Regions from separate parts of the Mus musculus genome. Here regions 1, 3, 4 and 5 are each linked to region 2. The links are chromatin contacts, called in public Hi-C and HiChIP or PLAC-seq maps. All regions are on one chromosome and are shown on one strand. Each heading gives the region's core, a stretch centred on a gene start, on an enhancer-like site or on the middle of the called end of the contact. The rest is flanking DNA. Distances are from core to core; before and after follow the strand shown.

Region 1 (2,700 bases), core at 32-2,531, 500 kb before region 2:
TGATGGCTACAAGTTTACCAGGAAACTTAGGTTTCCTGGCAAAATCCAATCATAGGTTAGATTAACACATGTCTATGACCTGTGCCAATGGCAACATCTTGAGGCTCCCTAACTGTTACCCATCATGAAGCAGCCAATGGATGGGTTGTAAGTTTCAGATGGCCTAAGTAAATGGCTTGTCATTGCTATGCAGCCTGAAATAATGCTTATTTTAAAGAGATTACTAACATTATATTTATGTGTTTGAGTCTGTATGTGATGGAGAGAGAGCTTTATACCTCTCATCTCAAACTAATGGATGCATAGGTCAAACAAAGTGTGAAGAGAAAGCACATCTCTTCCTTAATCATGAGATTTACAGTTACTAGTAACAGAAATATGCACAAATCATCTCAATTTTAAGGTAGCAGAAGGAAAATAAGAAGTTAATATACTCTCTAAATTGACCAATCTTTTTAATCCTACTTTTTTTTTTTTTAATGTATGGAGTGAGGTTGCATTGCTGAATATTTTGGCTATAGTGATGGTCACTGCAACTCACAGTCAAACTCAGAAAGTTGGGGTTGGGACCTCACCATACTGCTGCTGCCACTTAATGAACCTTTTTAAGAAAACAAAAGTTACTTATCTCAGAAAAAAAAAATCCATAGCTAATACAGGCTCCCTTCCCTTAAATTCTTTTCTGCCGCCAGTCTTTTGCTTGCCTGGCAGTTTAGTATTGCTATGAGAGTTGCTTTACAATGTTCAAGAGATTTTTTTAACAAAAAAAAAGTGTTAATGCAATTTATTTTCAAAGAAACTAGAATAATGGAAAAAAATAAATTGACTTACAGTCCCAGACATTTTGTCCAGTTCGCTCATGGCCTCGTGAATAGCAGCTTCTAAATGGTTATTTAGTTTCCCACTTCTGGAAGCAATGAAAACAACATACCAAATTAACAAATTAAAGAAACAAAAGCCTCAATTTAATTCCCTAATCAGAAGACAAAAATATCAATTCTACCAGAGAAAGTCAATCTAGATTCACATCTGGGAAGTTCAGGCGATAGAGCATCGTCCTGGGGTTCCCAGCACTGAACGCTAACCATTAAAGTAACACGGCCGCTAAGGTTAGCACAGGAAGTCCCCTCCACTGTGTGTTTCTTCTGCATTTCATGAAGAGGACTGGGTCAGGAGCTCTGTGGTCTCCAAAGCTGTGCTTCCTACCAGGAAACAGGCCGTGGCCAGGACACCGAGGCTGAACTGCAAGTTCTGGCCACTAGGGAGCTCCCTCCACCCTTTCTGGATCATCTCAGCTAAGCACAATTGAGCAAAACGAAAGCTACATTTTGGTGCGTGGCTAAGAACAGCTTATTACCTCGTTACACCTGAGGCTCGGAGGCTGGTTTCGCCACAGTTCCCTTTAAACCGAAATGACGTGATCCTTTCAACAGACACACAAGGACTGTCTCAGAAGCTTCTGACTATTGCTTTCCGATCAGCATTCCATGAGTAACATCCCATATGTGCCATTTTTAAAAAAACGATATCGATGAAGCTGTTGTGCCGGTTAGGACAGTCAGGCAGTTCTCTGTGGCTATACATTCTTTGCCTACCCTACCTTATTTCTCATGTACATATGTAAATCTTACGCCACAATCTTCTAAATATGCAGGCAATCTGCTAGCATTCATCCCATCAGGACAACTGACAGGAAAGCCCTGAAGTCAGGAAACTCCTATAGTGAGCTATCTGTTACCATGGCTTCCCAAGAGTTAAGTCCTATCTATCTATCTCGGTGTCTACATGGAGGTTGGAAATTTGCAGCCGTGGGAGAAAACGCACGTTAACTTCAGTGTAATGCCTTCAGGTGAAGTCTCTCCACTTACCACAGTGTTCCCAAGGCTTTATCCACTATAGAAAACGACCTGATAACTCCTCTATTTTGTTTTCCCTGTGCTTTACAGACACTTAGTTGTTCATCTTTGAGTATTACACTTTTAGGCACACCATGAAGGCTCCACATATTTGCTAAGTGGATTTGTCCACAGTGAACATAAATGGTCCTATATCTTATTAAAACAACTGTGCAGTTAAGTCAGTTCTATTGGAAGGATAGATCAACCTACTAACTTAAACCAGTTGTAAGGACACTACCAACAATTCCCTCCAGCATGCTCTTAATGATCTTCCCCACCCTGCAAATGCAGAGAAGTTCAGGGAACAAAGTAATCCCAACATACCCACTCTCCAGAATGGGTTGTTAATAAATGACATGTTCTTATTAAGTATTCTTTTAATCAAAAAGATAAATCTAGTATTTCTACGTGGTCACTATTCTCAGTCACACTCACTCCCCTATGTCTCCCTAGCTCATGTTTTATATGATACACCATGGACAGAATCGCTTTATGTACTTATACATATAAAAAGCTGTCATGATACACAATTCATCTGTTCCTGCTCCTGTATCATCATCACCATCACCACCACCACCACCACCATCATCACTACTACTATTTTGAGATAGGGTCTTGCCAATGTCGACCTGGAACTAACTCACAATGCTAGGATGGAAGGCATGCATCACTACATCAGTGTTCCTGTATCTTTATTTGGGACATCATGGTACTTGATATAAATCTTTCATTCCTTCTCCCCAGTGCATGGCATTTTTACATATATACCTCCTGCCATTCCAGGGTTAGGGAGCCCTGCATC
Region 2 (2,700 bases), core at 156-2,655:
CTGAAAACAACGTGTCGGTGCAAAGCGTTTAAAATAAGTATTCCGTAGGTAAGCAGAATCTACGCCTGAAAAGAGCACCCAAATGGTGGGTGAAAGCCAGCACACACCACCAACACACAGCAGCATACCTCTTCTGCACTGGGTTAGGGTTAATACTCCGGCAACTAAAACTATTTTTAACACTACTGGACAATGTAGTTGGAGAAGACGTGAGAGGAGACCTAGATTAAATCGCTGATAGGATGCATTGTTTCTCACAGTCAAAATTAAACACCAGCTCACTTGATCTATGTCTCGATATTCACCGGTGAAGCACTAATTAGATGACGACCAAAACCGGTCCTTGTTTTGGAACAGCTTAGGCTAAATGACATTTTGGAATACCTCCTTCTGGGTCTCAAACCTTTACATAAATTTTCACTTGTGGTATTTGCGGCTTGAACAGCAACCCAACCAGCGCTGTCATCGAGTGTTATGGCCACAAACCATGACTTTCTCACTTGCACAACAACACAGCACTCAACCTATCAGTTCGCCACACCAACCCAAAACAAGTGGAATTCATGGAGATTTCGAGATGATCGGGGCTGCGGGTTTAGGCGCGGGAAAAGCCTCGGCCCGAGAACTGCCCAGCAGACGGCACCCGGCACCCGGCCACAGCCCCGCCGCGCCGGCTCCTCCACCTACCTGAAGAGCAAGAGATAAGAAAGACGGCGAACGCCAACTTTGCAGCAGCTCCCATTTTCCCGAGGCGCCGGAGAAGCCGTAGGAAGTTCTCGCTAGATATCCAGTTCCCTGGGTCTTCCTCGGAGACAAACCTCCTGGTGTAAAATCAACCGTCATAAAACATATTCGGAAGCCCCGAGGCGGGGGGGAGGGGGAAGCAAAAAACGTTCACAGGGTTGAAAAAAAAAGGATTTAAAAAAAAGGCACAACAATTTAAAAAAATGTACCACGGGGGAAAAACCGCCACATACACGCACAACACACCAAACCAAACAACGAAAAGCCAACAACAACAAAAGCGGGTTGGAATCACTGTCAAAATCACTGTCAGCTCCGCTCGCCTCTCGCGTCTCAGCGAACAAAACGCCTGGCTGAGGCGACGAGGCGGCGGCGGCGGCGCCCGCAGCCGCCCGGACGGTCCGGGAGCCGAGCTGCTCCGACGTCCGGACCGACCTTCAACCCGGACACCCAAAGTCCGCGGACCACAGTAGCCGAGCTCGCGGCGGTGGCGGTGCGAGGCGGCCGCGGGAGACGGCGACGGGAGAGACGGTGGCGCAGGCGGCGGCCAAGTTCTGGTCCAGGCTGTGGCTCCGGCTCCCGGCTCCCGGCTCGGCCGCGTTTTCGGTCTCCTGGCCTCCGCCGGCCCCGCCCCCTACACTTCCGGTTCCGTCCTGAAGCTGGAAGCCAGGCGCGGCGGAGAAACGCTCCGCGGCGGCGGTGGCGGCGGCGGCGGGAGCGGCGGCCGGGCGCAGCGCGCGTGCCGGGCGGCGAGCGCGAGGAGATTGTCCGGGAGGCGGGGCGAGCCGGAGGGGCGGGGCCGGATCCGGAGCGCGCTCGCGAGGCTGCGGGAACCGAGACCGAGCAGACGGGACGGCGGGCCCTGCGGGTGCCCGCCGCGGCCCCGAGACGCCCGGTGTGCCCAGTGCGGTGCCCGCCCGGGCGCGAGAGCCGCGGCGCCCGAGCGGGATGGGCGATGCTAAGGCCGACTGCGGCGCCCAGCCTTTCCTCTGGGGGACGCCGAGGCCGCGCCGACTTGCTCCGAGTGGGCGGGAGCCGCACCCGCTGCTGCCCGAGCGAGCTCGGTGCTCGCGAGCCGGCCGCGCCCCCGCCGCCGAGGCCTCCCCACGTTTGTCTTTGGGCTAAAAAATAAAGGCAGGAAGGGCTGTCCGCCAGGTCAGGACACCCTCGCCAGATAGCTCGATGTGAGGTTCGGATCCTATCCACCACACCTTGTATACACAAAGCATTGTGTTGCAAACAGGTTTGCTCCTAGTTGGCGTGAAAGTCTGTATTAGGCTTGAAGTGAAAATCGCAGATTTCAGTGTATTGGACCGTCAGAGACGGTGGTGTTATCAATTCTTAGCCTCTTGTAAGACCTGTTTTTACCCCGTAAGCCATGTTGAACTGTTGATCGGGTGTTCAGTTAAGCACCGAAACATACAGAATGTAAAAATGTGAGCCCTACCTCCAGAAGCTCGGCTATTTGGGATATTCGAAGTTGGCTATAGCGTGCAAAGGATGATTGCTAGAGTCAGTTCGTCTGCCATTTAGCACAATTTGGTATAATAAAGGGGGAGATCTTGTTTTCCACTTTATTCCAGCATTCTGAAGGTTTTGACAGGAATGCTTCCTCAGTAGATAGGTAAATACCTAGAAGTTTGCCCTTTTTTCTTAATACAGTAGTAACCTCTGTGTTTGGAGACATTTTCAAGAAAAAAAGGAAGCAACTGTGGGATGGGTAATTAATGTTTTAGTGTACACTGATCCCCACATTTTTCCACAAACTCACTTGTATTTGTTTTCTTTTTCTCTTCCTATAAACTGCTCTATATTTCTGTCTATTAAGTACATCCTATAATTATCTGCCTATTTCTACTACTTGTCAGGGTTAATAATCATTGTGGCTCTTTAAACTCTCTCCAAGATTTCCAGTTCTCAAGCCCTGCTCAGAATTGATGGTATTATGCAACAAAA
Region 3 (2,700 bases), core at 187-2,686, 500 kb after region 2:
CCTTGGGCTGGTGATCCTGGGTTATATAAGAAAGCAGGTTGAGCAAGCCACTAATCGACACCCTCCATAGCATCTATATCACTTCCTGCCTCCAGGTTCTCACCCTGTTTGAGTTTCTGTGCTGGCTTCCTTCAGAGATTGACTACAGTGTGGCCTTTTCTATTTATTTATTTATTTATTTATTTATTTTAAAGCCCAATAAACTCTTTCTTCTCCAACTTGCTTTTGGTCATGGAGTCTGATCACAGCATTAGTAGCTAAGACAGACAAGAAATAGTTTTTTTTTTTCCATTTATGTAATGTCAGTATCTGTTGAGTGATTATCAGTTGGAAGAGTCCAGAGCTTCTCTGGATCTTCTTCATTTCTGGACCTTCACATGGGCACACTGCCTGGATCACAATTCACCCAGACAATCTGTGGGAGAAAGCAACATTGAAGAGAAGCTCAACGCAATGAACAGCTGGTCGTCACCCAGTGACAATCAGAAATGATTTGTGGACATAGAAACTTTCTCCAAGAAGTATTTTTGGGAAGAGAATCTGACAGAAAAATCAGATTTTCAGTTAACAAGCTAACAAGAGTGGCAGCAATTGTCACCTTGACCTTACAAAAGTCTTGTGACTCACACAGTGGTCACAGTGCTACGGGGTTCTGAATCTTCAGATGCTAAAGCTCTCTAGAACGAGTGCCTTTCTTTTGCTAGGTGCCCTGCAACAACTGGGTAGCTCATTCCTTTGGATCAGTTAAAAAACAAACAAACAAACAAACACACAAAAACAAAACAAAACAAAACACCCTTTCTTGGATACCTTTCTTTACCAAAGAGTATATGTTGCATAGGCCTCAGCTGCCCTGGCCTGAGAGAAGGGAGCGCCTCACTCCAGTTGATGATACTTAATTGGAACAATCCAGCAAACGAGTGTCAGTTTTGGGGCCCGCACAACGTGTCTGCTGAGCGGAGTTTGTTTACACTTTGCCAGTGTCATCATTTACAAACTTCAAAAAAACACATTGACAAATTCCCTAGCTGTTTTGGCAGCGTTTCCATCAATCACCCATCTAATAGCACCAACATTTCTCCTGGGCTATTATAGTCACTTCAATCGCTGCGGCTGCAGCTTCAGGAGAAGATAAATCAGAAGGGCTCTTTCAGATGGCCTGAAGTACAGCACCATTTCTATTAACCAGCACTTCCTTTCTCGCTCCTCTCTCTCTGCCCTTCCTCCAACCTCCATAAACAATCCTTTCTGCTTTGTACTGCCTTAGATAAGTAAGCTGGATCTATGGCTCTCCTTTTGAGGCCCCCTTTGCAACGTCATTGGGTAATGGGTCCATTTATTACTTTGGATTTTTTTGTGTGTCCTCTCTAGTTACTCTGTGCAGCCCTCTCAAATCAATAAGTGTATTGTGTTTCTGCCGACAACAGGTGCCTGGCTTCCCAGGCCCAACACACCCTCTGAGAGCAGCTCACATGTCTAATGACCACAGCAGGAAAACCTGAAACCGTTTTGCCTTTCAACCAGGTTCTTTGTGCTGCAGTGTCAGGCAGCAGCTGGATCTGCAAGTGGGAGGCCAGAGTATCCCTGCTTTTCACTGCTACGGTTGCTGGTTGCTGTCTATTGCTAAAGCCCTTGCTTGCTTTTCAGAGGGAAGAAATGGCCAAAAAAAAAAAAAAAATCCCAGTCAGAACATCCTTCATTCTTGCTAGATCATCTTCTCATGCAAACAGTGTTTCTCTTTTTATCCTTACTAACTGACCTTCTTATGTAAGATGATGGTACAAGGCAACCAGCCCCGTCCCTCTTCCAGCTTCCCCACCATTAAGAAGCATGGCGTATCTTCTCCTTTTACTTCACAGGGGAGCCTGGGTAGCAAATATCGGGCAACTGCCAAACTTGGCAGCTCAGGTGAGGAGGGCTGGCTGGAGTTCTGCTACCCAGCTGGAGTGCTTGCTGGCTGTGGTGCCAAATGGAGGGCAGACAGACAAACTGGAGACTGAATTGCAAGTTGCTGCCTGAGTGATGTTCCTAGCTCTATCGCTGGGTGCCCCATTCATCCCTCATGAGCCACCGTTCTGGACAAAGCACCGCCAGCAGCAGCCTGTTTGCAAATCTTGGCTCGGTACCTGAGCAACCTATTAATCAGAATTTCAAGTGGGCCTTGGGAGCGTTTTTTCTTCCCTGTGTAAGTCAGAGTGCTGATCCAGGGGTTGGGGGTGGGGTCTTGGTGTCCACGTAAATGAAGCCATCAACTGGATGCATGAGGTCCCAGTCTGTGGTCATAGCGAGTATAATTTGCCCTAAAAATCGATCCTTCTGTATGCCTGAGCTGCTTGAAACTATCTCCACTATTAGCAGCAGGAATTTCAGTTGTTTGCTGTGTCTTGATGCTGAAATGACCCAAATATGGTCATTTTACATTAGAAAGGCTTTTTTTTCCCAGTTAAAAAATCTTTGACTTCTATATCTCTCAAAGCACCAAGGAAGACTTTCGCCTACCCTCTGAATGATGGATTGAAAGCTGTTTTTTGCTGTCTTACAGAATTAACTACTTGTGTAAGAGAAAGCATTTATAGAGACAACTGGCTGATCAGAATTCACTGACCTCATAAGGAAGGAATATTTTTGAACTCTGCTTCAGCCTCAGTAATATGAGAAACACACAGGGAAGAGAAAGAATTGGCATTTGTTCCTTGTGTA
Region 4 (2,700 bases), core at 105-2,604, 320 kb after region 2:
CTTTCTCCAACTAGGCCACACCCTCCTAACTGTGCCATTTCCCATGAACCAAGCTTGTTTAAGCCACCACAACATTATAAAGTATAGAATAAGTTTGATGTTAAACTCTTGGAAATAAAAAAAAAGCTTCCATAGAATTCAATAAAAATGTAAGTAACACAATAAACTAAGCAAGACGTTAGATGGTCATATAATGATGAGTAAGACATGGAAAGTTCCTCCTGTAGAAAATGCAGTTGCTAAATAACTGTCTTCATGATGAATCACTTAAATTTCAACCATGAAACATTACACACAAAAAGCATCAGGTCGTGGTGGACAGGCTAGAACGACTGATAGTGCTGTGAGCGTTACTCAGGCGAAGCTCCCTGTGGGAAATGATACTTCTGCTATTGAAAGGAATCTATTTGGAAGGGAGCCCTGAGCTGGGTCGTAGCAGCAAGGCTGGGTCTGGGTGAAGGGTAGGGACTAAGGAAGGGTGTGGGAGAGATAAGAGTTCATCATGAGTTCCCATGCTCACATTATTCTAAATTAATATCTGCAAACTGAAGTTATAAGACCCTGTTAGCCCAGAGTTCGTCTGTGGGAACATTGTGTGGGCCTGTCCTCTTGGGAAGGATGCTGCATGTGGAGAACGGATAAGGCCAGAATTGTTCTGAGTGCTTCCAAGCCTGAGCTAATTCTTCCGTGTGCTTGTCTCAGGGATGAACACGGGTAGAAGCTCTGCCTGCATCTGCAGTTGCCAGTTTTGGGATGCCCTGGCCAAGAGGAGACTGTTCTATCTGAATTCAGGTAAAAAGATAAAGTGGAGCTACTTGAGCGTCTTTTAGGGTAATCTAGTCAGAAAGGAGTGCTCACATTTGGAAATTTATGCAGTGTACAATGATCTTCACTTACAAGGTATGTCTCTCTGTGTTTAAGGGACAGAATCACAGACAAGAACAAACATGCTCCCTTCCTTCACATAACAGAGAAGGCTGGATCCAATGTGGGCAAGTGCTCCCCAACTTACAGTGTTTACAACTTAAGGCACTCACAAGCCCCAACCCAATGCCCTGCCACTCAGTGTCATAGCTACATGTAGGCTTAGATTTTTCAAAACCTACTTTAATAAGGGTTGTCTAATGTTTTGACCCCCTCTCTCCTTCTTGCCCAATGTCCAAAGGTAGGGAAGAAAAGATGGTGAATAGGACAAGGGGATGTGGACTTGTTTAGAAGTAGTTCTTGGGCAGTGATTCCAATCTCCATTGTCAGGAAACCATCAGTCCAGTTCAGTAGTGTCATAATACCGATCAAGAATGAGCGGCACTGTCACAGTCCAGAAGAAACATCCAGGCCTCTGCTGAGTCAGAATGAGTCAGCAGGGAGTGACCAGAATCAGCCTGAATGCCAGAAGTTCTCTGCCTTGCCTCTCTCAACAAAGCGAAGGTCAGTGAAGAAGCAAGACCAATGAAATGTTGCGGCTAGCTATACAAGCACCCTTTCACTGTCCATGGAGTCCTATTTATACTCTCTCCAAACATCATGGGTCCTCTCACTGGTCTTACCTCAGTAAGGCACCATGTGAGTCTGCATCACATGACACAACCAGAAACTTCTACTTAAGCTACAGTAAGGCTTTATCTGCCCTGCTGGTCCTGGACCCCGAAGCTACCCTCCCTGAGTCATCTCCACTTGCAGCTGCCTGCTTTGGTGCTTATCTACTCCCCAGCTTTCCAGTTCTGCCTGCAACTTAATTCTTCATCCCCTACCAGGCTCTTAGACTGGATAGGCTGGTTTTTCTCTTCTAGGAATTACCTCTGGGTACCACCCATCCTCCTTTTATTCCCAGTTTCATTAATGGTTCCTATCTAATCTGTTCTTGGCTTCCCATCATGCTTCCTTGCCAACATCACCTTGCTGGAGGGGAGAATTCATAGGGGTCCAAAGTTGCAGTCATTTCCAAAGTGGGTTGTGGACAATCCATAAAATCTACTAAGTCATTTTACCCAAAAGGAGAAGGGCTGGCATTTCAGGCAAGCACACCAAACACACTCTAATATATTCTGTCTTCTCAGTAGAGACAATGGAAAAGCATTAATATCCTGAGGGTAGAATAACAAGACCTGTAATGCCTCAGGTTCTTGGCCATCCTGGAATCCCATGCTCCAGTATACTGCTTGATCATAAATACACCTGCCACACTTGCTGCTACAAGATAGGATGCAGAAAACAAAGTGAGGTAGGATTGTAGCAAATGTTTTTCTGTAAATTAGTCTATTGAGTAACCATTAAGTGGGATTCCATTCTGATCCACTCTAGAGCTTTTTGTTATTGATTTGGACAGTCGATTCTTGACAGAAAAGCCACTTGGGTAAGGAAGTTATTTGAGAAGGTGAGTACTAACATAGCTTGAGCCGCACCTTGCTTTGGGAGGACAGTCATGAAGAAGAAGGTGTCTTCTCTTTGTGGTTCTGGCCTGGGAAGCATTCATGGAGTAGGTCCTCACCTCAGCCTCTTAAACCACACAGCATCAGAACATTCTATGCTTTGATAGGATCCTATGTACTTTTTGTCTTTGGAAGTCTTTCACTTTACATAGTTCTTTGGCAAGTACTCTCAATTTGAATTTTTAAATGGAAAGGAATGAAGAAAGGATGTGTGTTAAGGTGTTTTTTAGAACTGAGCATTCTATAGTGAAAGTAGGCTTTTGCGACCCAG
Region 5 (2,700 bases), core at 10-2,509, 390 kb after region 2:
AATATATCAGGAAGAGATCCAGAGATGAGCGAGGCAGAGCATAATAAATCAGGTCATTTGTTTTGCAATAATGGAATGATAATTGTGATAATTTCAGAAGTCACTATCGTCCTGCAGCGTGAAAGAATCTTTTTGCTGGCTTCCCATTGTTTAAATATTCATGCGATGTCTATGAGTGACTTCCTGCTGAGAAAAATCTTTGCATACCTTCGGCGGCTGGCACAAGAACTAGAAATTGCTTGAAACCTGGGAAGGCTTTGCAGGAGGCTGGGTGCAGGCTTGGTTTTTTTTTTTTGGGGGGGGGAGGGGGATGAGGGGGAGTAATTCTTCCAGGGAAATAAAGGCCAGCGTTACTGAACTATTTTCCAAATGCCTTCTTGCAGCTAGCAGCTGTGTGAATTCATAGCCATTCACCTCTGCCCTCTGCACTGAGCGATGAGGCAGAGGTAAAAATAACCATGCTAGCTTGTAACACAGTTATGCTATAGAAATATAAACAGGGCTAATGACCCGGGGAAGAAAATCCGCAGTTGCTGTCACCTCTGCCCACCCTCCCCTTTCCCCAGCTCTCAGCTTTCTTTTTTTTTAAAACTTGGGGTGGGGGAATGGAGGCTGTTGTAATTGAGTTATCTAAATTTGGCAGGTCACACATCCCACTGTTTCAGTATCCTAGGACTTAGGTTCACCTGTTGCCCTTATAACCTCCCCTCCCCCAATCAGCACAGTGGGAGATAGACAACAAATGCTTTCAAATTCCTCTTCTGGATAAACTCCCCAAAGAATGGTAGAGAGATTTGGGGATTATTTGGGTCTTGCCACAAACGGGGATGTGGATTCCTTAACCGGGGGCTGTTAGAAGGATCTAGTTAAATGGCTTTGAGCTGGTTATTTCATCAGAGGGCATATTACATTGTGTTTCAGATACAGTAGTCCATTTGAATGTTCTGGGAGTTGGTCATCTGGACTTTTATACTTTTAGTGTTAGAAGCAATTCTTAAGGGACCTACTAGGCAGAGAATTACAAGAAAAAACTAACAGCAGACCTTTTTAAAAATAACTTAAGGGCTGTGTGCTCCTTGCTTGTTAAACTTCCCAATTCTTATCTGGTATAAGGAGAGAACTACAGTTCTTTTCTTAAGGAGAAAATAAAAGAGCAAAACCATGGCAACAAGGACAACAACAAAATACCCCATCGCCACCATCACCAACATCCTCAGCCATCAATCAGCCAATCAATCAGTCAAAGCTCCCTAAACCCGAGAGAGCCAAAAGCTAAGTGCAACCCCACGGTCGGGTCTACAAAAGGAAGAGCTGAGGCAGCACCAGTGTCTCTGATAGAATTCTGGCTGCCAACTGGGTTTCCTACCTTCAGGAGTTAATGGCCTCTAATGGCGGTTTGATTTGGAGGTGATTATGCATCGGAACGACCTGATTAAAAGGTACGCTTCCAAATGTAGCTGATTACTTATTTACATATTGCTAGGGTTTAGGTGAAACCTTAAAGTTTAGCCGGAGGATTTTCTGAGAAATTCTGCTCTGTGCAGAAACGAGTTCTGTTTTTAACTTCATGATTAGATTGGACACCAGTTAATGTTTAAATTGATAGTCATTTTTCCACTGAGTTAAAAGAAACCAGTCTTGCATATATTCTTTCCATCATCAAGATAAAAGCAATTTCTGGGTTGGGCAGAGGGTGGTTGGCTGGGGCTGCGGAGGGGGAGGGTTCTGGTTTAATCACCCAGACCAAGATGAATCCTCAGCGTTTGTTTAGTATCAGCCTAGAGGAGGCAATGGCTACGGAAGCGCTTTGCTATCTACTTACTAGCTTGCTCCTGGTATTTTAGAGTCTAAGGCCAACACACCAGGCTGAGATAATCCTACAGAAAATTCAGACACTTAAAATTGCAAATAAATTGAATAACAATGCAGGAATAGAGTAATCTTACATATCCAAAGAAGGGTTGCTAGGTAACAAGTGAGGAGGCGTCATGGCTTCAGATCAGAGAAGGCTGGTTAGAAAATAAAATGACATCCTCTCTTCTAATTAGTCCTTCCCAATCATATGCCTGAAGATAATCTTGTGGTTTGGGGCTGTAGCCTCGTTTGCAAAGGCTGGTGCTTTATTCGTTTTTGAATAGGGCCGCTTCTCATTCTGTTTCCTAAGGTCCAGCGGCTGCTGTTTCATGCTGGCAGGCTATGGGCAAAGCCAGTTATAAACATGACAGAGGTGTTTGGTGAAAACAGGCAACTCAACAGGGCCAGTTATCAAAGCAAATGTTTCCAATTCGATGAAAGACAAAGCAGGCGTGTTTGTCTTTGCAGACAAAGAAACCAGGCTCGCCCTGCTGTTAGAGCTTTAACGGTAAATTCAGCCTATTGGCTCTCTAAATTAATTTGAGTTTTCTCACTTCACATAATTTTTAGAAGAAAGGAGAAAATAGTCCCATGTCCAAATGTTACAAAAACAAACACATTCAAGGCCCCCGTTGCTGAAGACAGCACCTGAACAATTCATTGCACTTGGAGAAGTCGAGTCCATGCCTATAAAGAGCTTTCACCCCTGTGTGTCTTTATCCCTATCAGCCACAAAGCCTTTGATCTACAATAGTGTCCTGGCTGCACAATACACTGTGACAATGGTGACACAAAGCTTGTATGAATAACCAACCAACACTTGATTTGACTTAAGGCCCACTCTGC

Evidence for each region. A called contact is a pair of places that touch in the nucleus more often than the background predicts. HiChIP or PLAC-seq counts read pairs in DNA pulled down with a chosen protein or histone mark.
Region 1: a Hi-C map of forebrain shows a contact between it and region 2, with 8 times the contacts expected there. The contact joins the enhancer-like site here to the promoter of Acvr2a in region 2. A contact is called at or near these places in 7 of 39 promoter capture datasets (the 3T3-L1 cell line, the C10 cell line, the HPC-7 cell line and 3 more), 5 of 484 Hi-C or Micro-C datasets (CD4 T cells, the N1E-115 cell line, embryonic fibroblasts and 2 more), 4 of 115 datasets of contacts at active chromatin or transcription factors (the NIH/3T3 cell line, embryonic stem cells and large pre-B cells) and 2 of 9 other capture datasets (embryonic stem cells and liver).
Region 3: a contact with region 2 is called in an H3K4me3 HiChIP or PLAC-seq map of neural tube, with 5 times the contacts expected there. The contact joins the enhancer-like site here to the promoter of Acvr2a in region 2. A contact is called at or near these places in 7 of 39 promoter capture datasets (the 3T3-L1 cell line, 3T3-L1-derived adipocytes, hippocampal neurons and 2 more), 1 of 15 datasets of contacts at CTCF or cohesin (large pre-B cells), 15 of 484 Hi-C or Micro-C datasets (CD4 T cells, DN3 thymocytes, the G1E-ER4 cell line and 10 more), 21 of 115 datasets of contacts at active chromatin or transcription factors (CD8 T cells, T-cell acute lymphoblastic leukemia, astrocytes and 15 more) and 3 of 9 other capture datasets (adipose tissue, liver and macrophages).
Region 4: a Hi-C map of epidermal suprabasal cells shows a contact between it and region 2, with 3 times the contacts expected there. The contact joins the enhancer-like site here to the promoter of Acvr2a in region 2. A contact is called at or near these places in 5 of 39 promoter capture datasets (the 3T3-L1 cell line, 3T3-L1-derived adipocytes, cranial neural crest and 2 more), 3 of 484 Hi-C or Micro-C datasets (epidermal suprabasal cells, myocytes and pancreatic cancer cells) and 5 of 115 datasets of contacts at active chromatin or transcription factors (embryonic hindbrain, embryonic limb bud, embryonic stem cells and 2 more).
Region 5: a contact with region 2 is called in an H3K4me3 HiChIP or PLAC-seq map of forebrain, with 8 times the contacts expected there. The contact joins the enhancer-like site here to the promoter of Acvr2a in region 2. A contact is called at or near these places in 9 of 39 promoter capture datasets (the 3T3-L1 cell line, 3T3-L1-derived adipocytes, cranial neural crest and 5 more), 1 of 15 datasets of contacts at CTCF or cohesin (large pre-B cells), 9 of 484 Hi-C or Micro-C datasets (the C2C12 cell line, Sertoli cells, Th1 cells and 5 more), 17 of 115 datasets of contacts at active chromatin or transcription factors (VIP interneurons, astrocytes, craniofacial prominence and 10 more) and 1 of 9 other capture datasets (adipose tissue).

The regions. Positions count from the first base shown.
Region 1 is chr2:49,311,857-49,314,556 of GRCm38.p6, reverse strand. It overlaps Mbd5 (methyl-CpG binding domain protein 5), which reads right to left. Exons shown (of 17, transcript NM_029924.2): 16 at 832-907. Among named protein-coding and RNA genes, the nearest start is that of Gm25215, 85 kb to the left of the region's middle. Within about 2 kb of position 1,281, at least 94 of the 459 cell types and tissues checked have an H3K27ac peak or open chromatin away from gene starts, as enhancers often do. A contact at or near this core is called in the HPC-7 cell line and forebrain, where this site is marked.
Region 2 is chr2:48,812,814-48,815,513 of GRCm38.p6, reverse strand. Acvr2a (activin receptor IIA) reads right to left here and starts at 1,405. Exons shown (of 11, transcript NM_007396.4): 1 at 688-1,405. The coding sequence starts at 742.
Region 3 is chr2:48,317,352-48,320,051 of GRCm38.p6, reverse strand. All of the region lies in intron 1 of Gm13481 (predicted gene 13481), which reads left to right. Among named protein-coding and RNA genes, the nearest start is that of Gm25338, 66 kb to the left of the region's middle. Within about 2 kb of position 1,436, at least 32 of the 459 cell types and tissues checked have an H3K27ac peak or open chromatin away from gene starts, as enhancers often do. A contact at or near this core is called in craniofacial prominence, embryonic limb bud, muscle stem cells and 1 more, where this site is marked.
Region 4 is chr2:48,497,170-48,499,869 of GRCm38.p6, reverse strand. Gm39809 (a long non-coding RNA gene) reads left to right here. Exons shown (of 4, transcript XR_866192.1): 2 at 703-792; 3 at 1,255-1,428. Among named protein-coding and RNA genes, the nearest start is that of Gm39809, 41 kb to the left of the region's middle. Within about 2 kb of position 1,354, at least 47 of the 459 cell types and tissues checked have an H3K27ac peak or open chromatin away from gene starts, as enhancers often do. A contact at or near this core is called in epidermal suprabasal cells and pancreatic cancer cells, where this site is marked.
Region 5 is chr2:48,423,395-48,426,094 of GRCm38.p6, reverse strand. All of the region lies in intron 1 of Gm13481 (predicted gene 13481), which reads left to right. Among named protein-coding and RNA genes, the nearest start is that of Gm13481, 33 kb to the left of the region's middle. Within about 2 kb of position 1,259, at least 40 of the 459 cell types and tissues checked have an H3K27ac peak or open chromatin away from gene starts, as enhancers often do. A contact at or near this core is called in cortical neurons, embryonic forebrain, forebrain and 1 more, where this site is marked.